Regions from separate parts of the Manis pentadactyla genome. Here region 2 is linked to region 1. The links are chromatin contacts, called in public Hi-C maps. All regions are on one chromosome and are shown on one strand. The core of a region is the stretch at or near the end of the contact, and the rest is flanking DNA. Distances in the headings are between cores, read along the strand shown.

Region 1 (3,335 bases), core at 136-2,635:
GAACTTAACCCCTCAGCCTAGATCCCTAGATCCCACCTCCTGAACATTACCATGATGCTCCCTGAATCCAGTGTCTCAACAATCCCCAAAGTTTATTTCTCACCTGACCCCCAAACTCAACAGAGGTATCAGAGAGACTCAAGAGATCAGAGACCCCACAGGGGTCCTCAACTGGCCTCAAGCAGTAGGGGGAGGTTCCCATCCTTCCCAAAATGAGATAGTTGGTGTGGCTGACTCTTAAGTGATCCTGGCATGGACTGGGAGGGTGGGTCTGGGCTTTGGTGCTAAGGTGTAGTTCTGGGTTTGGAACTGACCACTTCCCTCAGCCGGGAGTTGGAATAAATCTTCAGGTGAATTACTGGTTTAGCCCAGAAGTTTAAAAGGTCAGTATTGGAGTTGGGTATGAGGAGTCAGAAACTCAAGAGCAGTTTCATACTAGGTTTGGGGGACATTATAAAGTCTTGAACTCAGGGGCCAATTCAAGACTTGATTCAGGCTCACAGTTGAAATTAATATAAATATTGGTGGTGTTGGTCAGCCTCTGCTTGGGATGGACAGCAGGTCAGAGAAGTAGAGGTTAAGTGTGGGGATCAAAGGGATTTGTATGGAGTTTCTGCAAAGCCAGGGTCATTAATCTTGGGTTCTAAGATTTATATGATTGGAGTTGGAGGTCCTAATGGCCCCATAGGTGGGGTTTGAATATCTGTGTTAGGCTCCTTTTCTGGTGACCCAGTCCCAATTCTGGAATTGAGGTTCCTAATTCAGCAAGTGTTGGTCCTGATCTGGGAATTTTATTTAAGGTTTGGGATTCAGAAGAGGGACTACTGGGTCCATAGCAAGGTAGCTATTGGACTTTAAGGTTCACCTGGGATCTAGAGCTCAGCATTGGTACTAGGGTCCATTTAAGGACCAGGGTTGGTGGTAGTCGTGCTACTATCACAAGATTATAAAGGGGCTTAAGTCAGAATTGGTATTTGGGGGTCAATATAGGGTTCAGATTAAAATGACTATTTGTGCCAATTTCTTGGCAGATGTAGGGGTCTGGACTCAATGTTGAGTTTGAGGGTGGGCCTGAGCTCAATTATCAGGTCCAGGTTTGTAGGGGAGGAAACGGGGTCCCAGAGTAGTATCAGGTTCATATCAAGGCTGGGAGCCACTAACAGGAAAAGACTTCCTATAGGAGTCTGGCTCTGTCCCTGATCATTACTGAGGTTCTGGTTCAGAGTTCCAGCCGGCTTGGACTCGTGGTTGGATTGTGGCCTTGCTGGGCCTGCACAGGCTCCGCAGCTTTACAAGCGAGAGTGCACGAGGGGAGGGGCGGCGCCGGGGACGCGCACGGCAGGGGCAGGGGCGCGAGCGCGCGGCTGGAGCTGGCGCGGGAGCGACGGGAGCGGTGGCGGCGGCGGCGGCGGCGGCGGAGGCAGAAGCAGAGGCGGCGGCTCCGGCCCGGGCTCCAGCTTCAGCTCGGGTGGCGGTGGCGGGACTGGGACACGGTAGCGGCGGCGGCGGCGGCAGAAGAGGAGCGGGAGCAGTGGCCCCAGCGGCCCGGGGGGGAAATGCGGACCGACGGCCCCTGGATGAGCGGTGAGTGATCCCCGGGCTCCCCCAGCCCGCTCCGCGTCCCTTCCTTCCCCCACCCCCCCCGCCCTCTCCCCGCGTCCACTGAGCGGGGCTGGAGGCGCCGCTTAGGCCGGGCCGCGCCCCCACCTGCCGCGCCCGCAGCCACGGCTGAGCCCCCCACCCCTGGAGCCAGGCGGCTCCTCCCCGCGCTCGCCCCGCGGCAGACGCGCCCCCCACCCCCACCGCCGGCTGGCTCGCCCCTCGCCGCCCCGCTCCTCCGCCGCCCCCCTCCTCCGCCGCACCTGAGCCGCAGCCTCCGCCCCCCCAGTGCAAAGTTGCCCCTTTGCACGTGCGCTCCCAGTCCCCATGCCCCTCCCTACCTGCGCGGACGCGCTCCGGGGGCGGCCTCAACCTCCCACCACCACCCCAGCCCCGGGCGGGTCCAGGCCGCGCCCCCGCCCCTGCCGCACAGGCGCCCCCTCCCAGCCGGCAGGGGATCCGCAGCCGCCGCGCCCCCGTCCTGCTCGCGGCCCCGGCGCACGTGCGGTCCCGGGGAGCGCCGGGCGCTAGTTTGGAGCCCCCACCCTCCTCAGTGGCCAGCACGGGCTGGGGAGGGGCCGGGGGGGGCTGTGCCCGCCCCCACGCGGGTGCAACGACCTGAAGGCCCTGGAGCGACCTGTCCCGTGAGGACGTGGCCACTCAGACCCGCTCCGGAAAGTTCACTCAGTCGCCGCCCCGCGTCCCGTCCCGTCGCGGTGTGTCCCGGTCCTCATCGCTTTGCCCACGTTTCTGTCGCGGCTTCTTTCTGTCCCCCTCTGCGGCCCGTTCTCTATGCCCTTCGGTGTCTCTGCATCTCTGTCCCTGTGCCACTGTCTCCCAGTCTCACCCCCCTCCCCCCGCAGTCCCAGGGTCTCTCCAGCTGTGCCTCTCTCCCCGGGTCTCTGTGTCCTCCCTCCCTGGGCCTCTCTGCTCTCCCTCCCAGGACTCTGTGCGCCCTCCCCCATCTCTGAGTCGCCCTCTTGGAGTCTCTCTGTTCTGTCTCTCCCGGTTTCTTGGTGGGTCTGTCTCCCCACCTCTGCTAGGCCCTCTCCCCACCTCTGCTAGGCCCCCTCCCCATTTCTGTGGAATGCTGCCTCTCTGGTTCTTCCACCTCAGGGTGGGGGAGGGACAAGTCTTTTTCCCCATTTCAACATCCCCCCAGTGCAGCCCCCACCCCAAGTAGGAGCAGGTTGGGGGGCTGGGGCCCCTGTACCTGCCTGAGCTGTGAAATGGCTGGGAGGCTGCCAGCATGAGGGGACTCTGGATTCCTCTGTGGGTAGCAAGGCAGAGCCTGGGAGGCTGGACTGGACTGAACTGGACTGGACTGGACTGGACTGCTGAGTGTTGGCCATGAAGGCTCCACTTTGGCTCCTGAACAGACAAGGGCAGGGATCCAGTGTGACCTGGTGAGGGATCTGACCAGTGAATCCAGGAAAGTGCATTAGGGTGGGAGACCTGGAAAAGGATCCAGGGGTGGTGCTTCCAGGGGGATCCTCAATGGTGAGGGATCCTTTGGGAGGCACTAGGGATCTGATGGGATCCAGAGGAGGGTTTTGACTGGAAATTCTATACTTGGCCCCTGACTCTTGCTTCAGGGAGTAAGAAAATCCCTGTTTTTCACTGATTATGAGAGAGCCAGGGCTTCAAGAAGGAGCAGGTGTAAATCCCTAAGTACAGCCCCCTACATCTGCAGCCCCCGTCATGGGATATACACACACGCACACCCCATTTCTGCA
Region 2 (3,107 bases), core at 327-2,826, 350 kb after region 1:
AAGATTTTGAACACAGGCCTACGTCCAGAATTTGTGCTCTTAACTCTCCCCACATTCCCCACCTTCCATGGTGAAATCTCCAGTCAGCATCGGAGCCAGGGCATTCCACATCCCTAGGCACAGATCTAGACTCAGTACTTTATCTGGGGCCTCCTGTTTCCTCCTTCTTAATCTCCCCTGCCTCTACTCTTTCGTCTTTCAATTTACACAACTGACGGATTTTTCTAAAATGCAAATCCAATTCTCATTGCCCACTTGGAACCCCACAAGTTTTCACATTACACTTAGGATAAAGTCTAAACTCCTTCAAGAGTCTACTGCTCCCACTTGTCTTTCCAACCTCATCTTCGTTACTCATCCCTCTCCCTTCCTCACCCCACATATATGCCCTTAAACTGAACAAAAACTACTAGTCGTACTTGAAACACTTTCTGATAAAGATTTGTTGGATGACTAGATTCCCAATGGAATTAGCTTAACAGCTAATCAAGCCCCCTCCTCTCCAGCCTCTATTCCTCAAGCTCAGATAAAGCTTCTCCTCCTCACGGAAGCCTGCATCCCCCTTCTCAGGCCTCAGTGGCTTGAGAAAGCCAGAGCCAGCTTTCTCCACTGAACACAAAAACAGAGGTCCTTTTCCTTTTTGATTCTTTTCTTTCCCTTCTGGCATAGATGGCAAGACAAATGAGAGGTTATGGGTAGGCACTGCTGGGGTTTGTGGCCGACCAGATCTGCGGCTGGTCTGTGTTACCCTAGCTGTGTGTTCAGGGACAAAACGACCATCTGAAGAAAAAATACCTCAGAGTCGTTAAGAGAATTGGACCTCAGGCATACAAAGTATTATTCCTAGCGCTTAAACGTGAGCTATTCTTGTTCTAATCACTCATAAAGAGGAGTTGCTTCCAAAAACCTTAGGAAAGTCCCCGAGCACTGTCCATGGTATGTGGCTTCCTGGTTGCTCACTGGGTGGTCCCGAGAGCCGTCCTTTTTTATTCCCGAGGGGCGCCAAGCCCCCTTTCTTCTCAGGGTAATGCTAACTCCTTCCTAGACGACCCCTTTCCTGGGCCCCAGGATGCTCCCCGAGCAGAGCACCGGGGTGACCTGTCTCTTCCCGCCTACCCCTCAACACACACCTTACCCTCCAGCTTGGGTTCCCAGCTGCATCCACCGGCCCCTTGAGTAGCATTCTTCCAGGAAGGTGCTCCGCAGCGCCTCCCGCCGGTCTGACCCGGATGCCCGACGGTAGCGGCAAGCCTGGAGTTAGCCTGGTTCCGCGGGTCCCCAGCCCACGTGCTCCCAGACTCCGCCGCAAGGCGCCGCCCTCCTGCTAGGCCCAATATGGACTGCATTTCCCAGGGTGTATAGCGGCGGGGCCTTTGCTTGACAGGGGCCTCGAGCGGCGCGCCGCTCCGTTGCCTGCTCGGGGACGCGCAGGCTGGCGCGAGGAAAGGGCCAGGGACCCGGAATGAGTTTCCGCTTAGTTCCGCTGGGCAGTGCCGGGCTGTGCCGGACCAGGCCAGGGCAGGGGGCGGGGGACGGGAGTTAGAGGTGCCGGGGACAGGCGCTCGGGGCAGCCCACAACTGGCTGAGGTCCCCTCCCGGTCGGGACCGGGCCGGTTCGCCTGTCAGTCACTGGGGCGGAGGCAGCGGCGGTAGCAGGGCCAGAGCTAGGCTGTGAGAGGATCGCGGGCCAGGCCGTGCGGAGGGGACCTGCCACAGCCCCTCAACTCTACGGACTCCTCGCCCCAGACTCGTGAAGCTGCACCCCCGCGCTTCGTTGGACACCTCCGTAACCGCGAAGGGCTCTCGCCCCCGTGACTCCCCCACCCCTGTGACCTCCTCTTAGGACCCGAGAGCTCATTCAGACAAGGGTGTTGTGGGTACAGGCCATCGACCCTGTGACCTCTCAAGGGCTTGGGGCTCGGTTTTCCCCGCAAGTCTCCCTCCCCTATGACTCCCTCATTGATTCTGGGGACTGTGCCGTGACCTATCACTAGGACCCCGGCCTGCGAATTCCTCGCTGACGACTTCCTCCTCGGAGTCCCCCTCAGTGGGTCTCCTAAGAGAACACCTTTTGGTCTCTGTCAAGTCCCCCCCACCCCCCAACCGAGGTGGGGAGGCGTCGGCAGCCATGCCTGCCCAGGGCCCCCTGTCACCCCACCACTCCCTGGGCACTCAAGCCGGGGTCTAGCAGGGGGCCAGCAGTGGAGGAGCTGGGGCAGGAGACAGGTCAGGGTCCACCTCCCTGCTGGGGAGGGAGCAAAGATGGAGCGGCGGGAGGAGCAGCCGGGGGCTGCAGGGGCTGGAGCAGCACCAGCCTTGGACTTCACTGTGGAGAACGTGGAGAAGGTATGAGGGCCCTGGGGTGGGTACTCCAGTGACAGAGCAGAAGTTCTGGGAACTGACACATGCCAGAGCCTAGGCCTGGGCTGGGTGCCTGCTGGGATGGTGCCCCCAGAGCACCTGGCATTTGCTGTCTCTCTGGGAAGGCAGAACAGCAGTGTTAAGGTTGTCCTAATGGGCTATTTCTGGACTTCCTTAGACCTTGGTCGTCTGTATATACTCTAAAAGTCTTGGGATGGCCCCTCCAGGGTGCTGATGGCTTAGACCTCCAGCCAGACTGGCTATTCTCCAGCACCAAGGGAACTGCATGAGCAGCGCAGTAAGAAACCAGGAATCCAGGAGACCTACTCAGTCCCCAGGAGCCATAGTGATGCTGAACCATCCTGGACCTGTTTTGTTGAGCCAGAGTCTCAGAGAACAAATTGCAATAAAACAATCTGGGTTATATTTTCTCTCTTCCTTGGAATGGGAGTCCTTCTTTTATTGGATGGAGGCCAGACCACTCCTGGCAGGCAGGAGTAGGGCTGGCCCCTTTTGTTCTGTGCTGGATCCAAGGGGTTTGGTCCTGCTGGCAGCCTCAGGGTCCTTCCCTACTCACCTGCCCCATAGCTTCCTGCCATGGCCCTCCCAGGCTCCCCCCATTGCCTGGTCTGCCTTTTTTTAACTGCGTGTCTGGTTTTTTCCTGGGCTCTCTTCCCAGAGGCCTGGACTGCAGACAGACATTACCCCTACCTGGGATGAGTGGGGAAATGGGGCACCCTTTCTTG

The links. Hi-C and Micro-C count contacts between places; a contact is called where the count stands out from the background.
Region 2: a contact with region 1 is called in a Hi-C map of fibroblasts, with 4 times the contacts expected there. The contact joins the promoter of IPO13 here to the promoter of PTPRF in region 1. A contact is called at or near these places in 3 of 3 Hi-C or Micro-C datasets (blood, fibroblasts and skin fibroblasts).

The regions. Positions count from the first base shown.
Region 1 is chr4:34,044,074-34,047,408 of mManPen7.hap1, forward strand. PTPRF (protein tyrosine phosphatase receptor type F) reads left to right here and starts at 1,386. Exons shown (of 33, transcript XM_057500126.1): 1 at 1,386-1,584.
Region 2 is chr4:34,396,367-34,399,473 of mManPen7.hap1, forward strand. IPO13 (importin 13) reads left to right here and starts at 1,577. Exons shown (of 20, transcript XM_036892842.2): 1 at 1,577-2,346. The coding sequence starts at 2,263.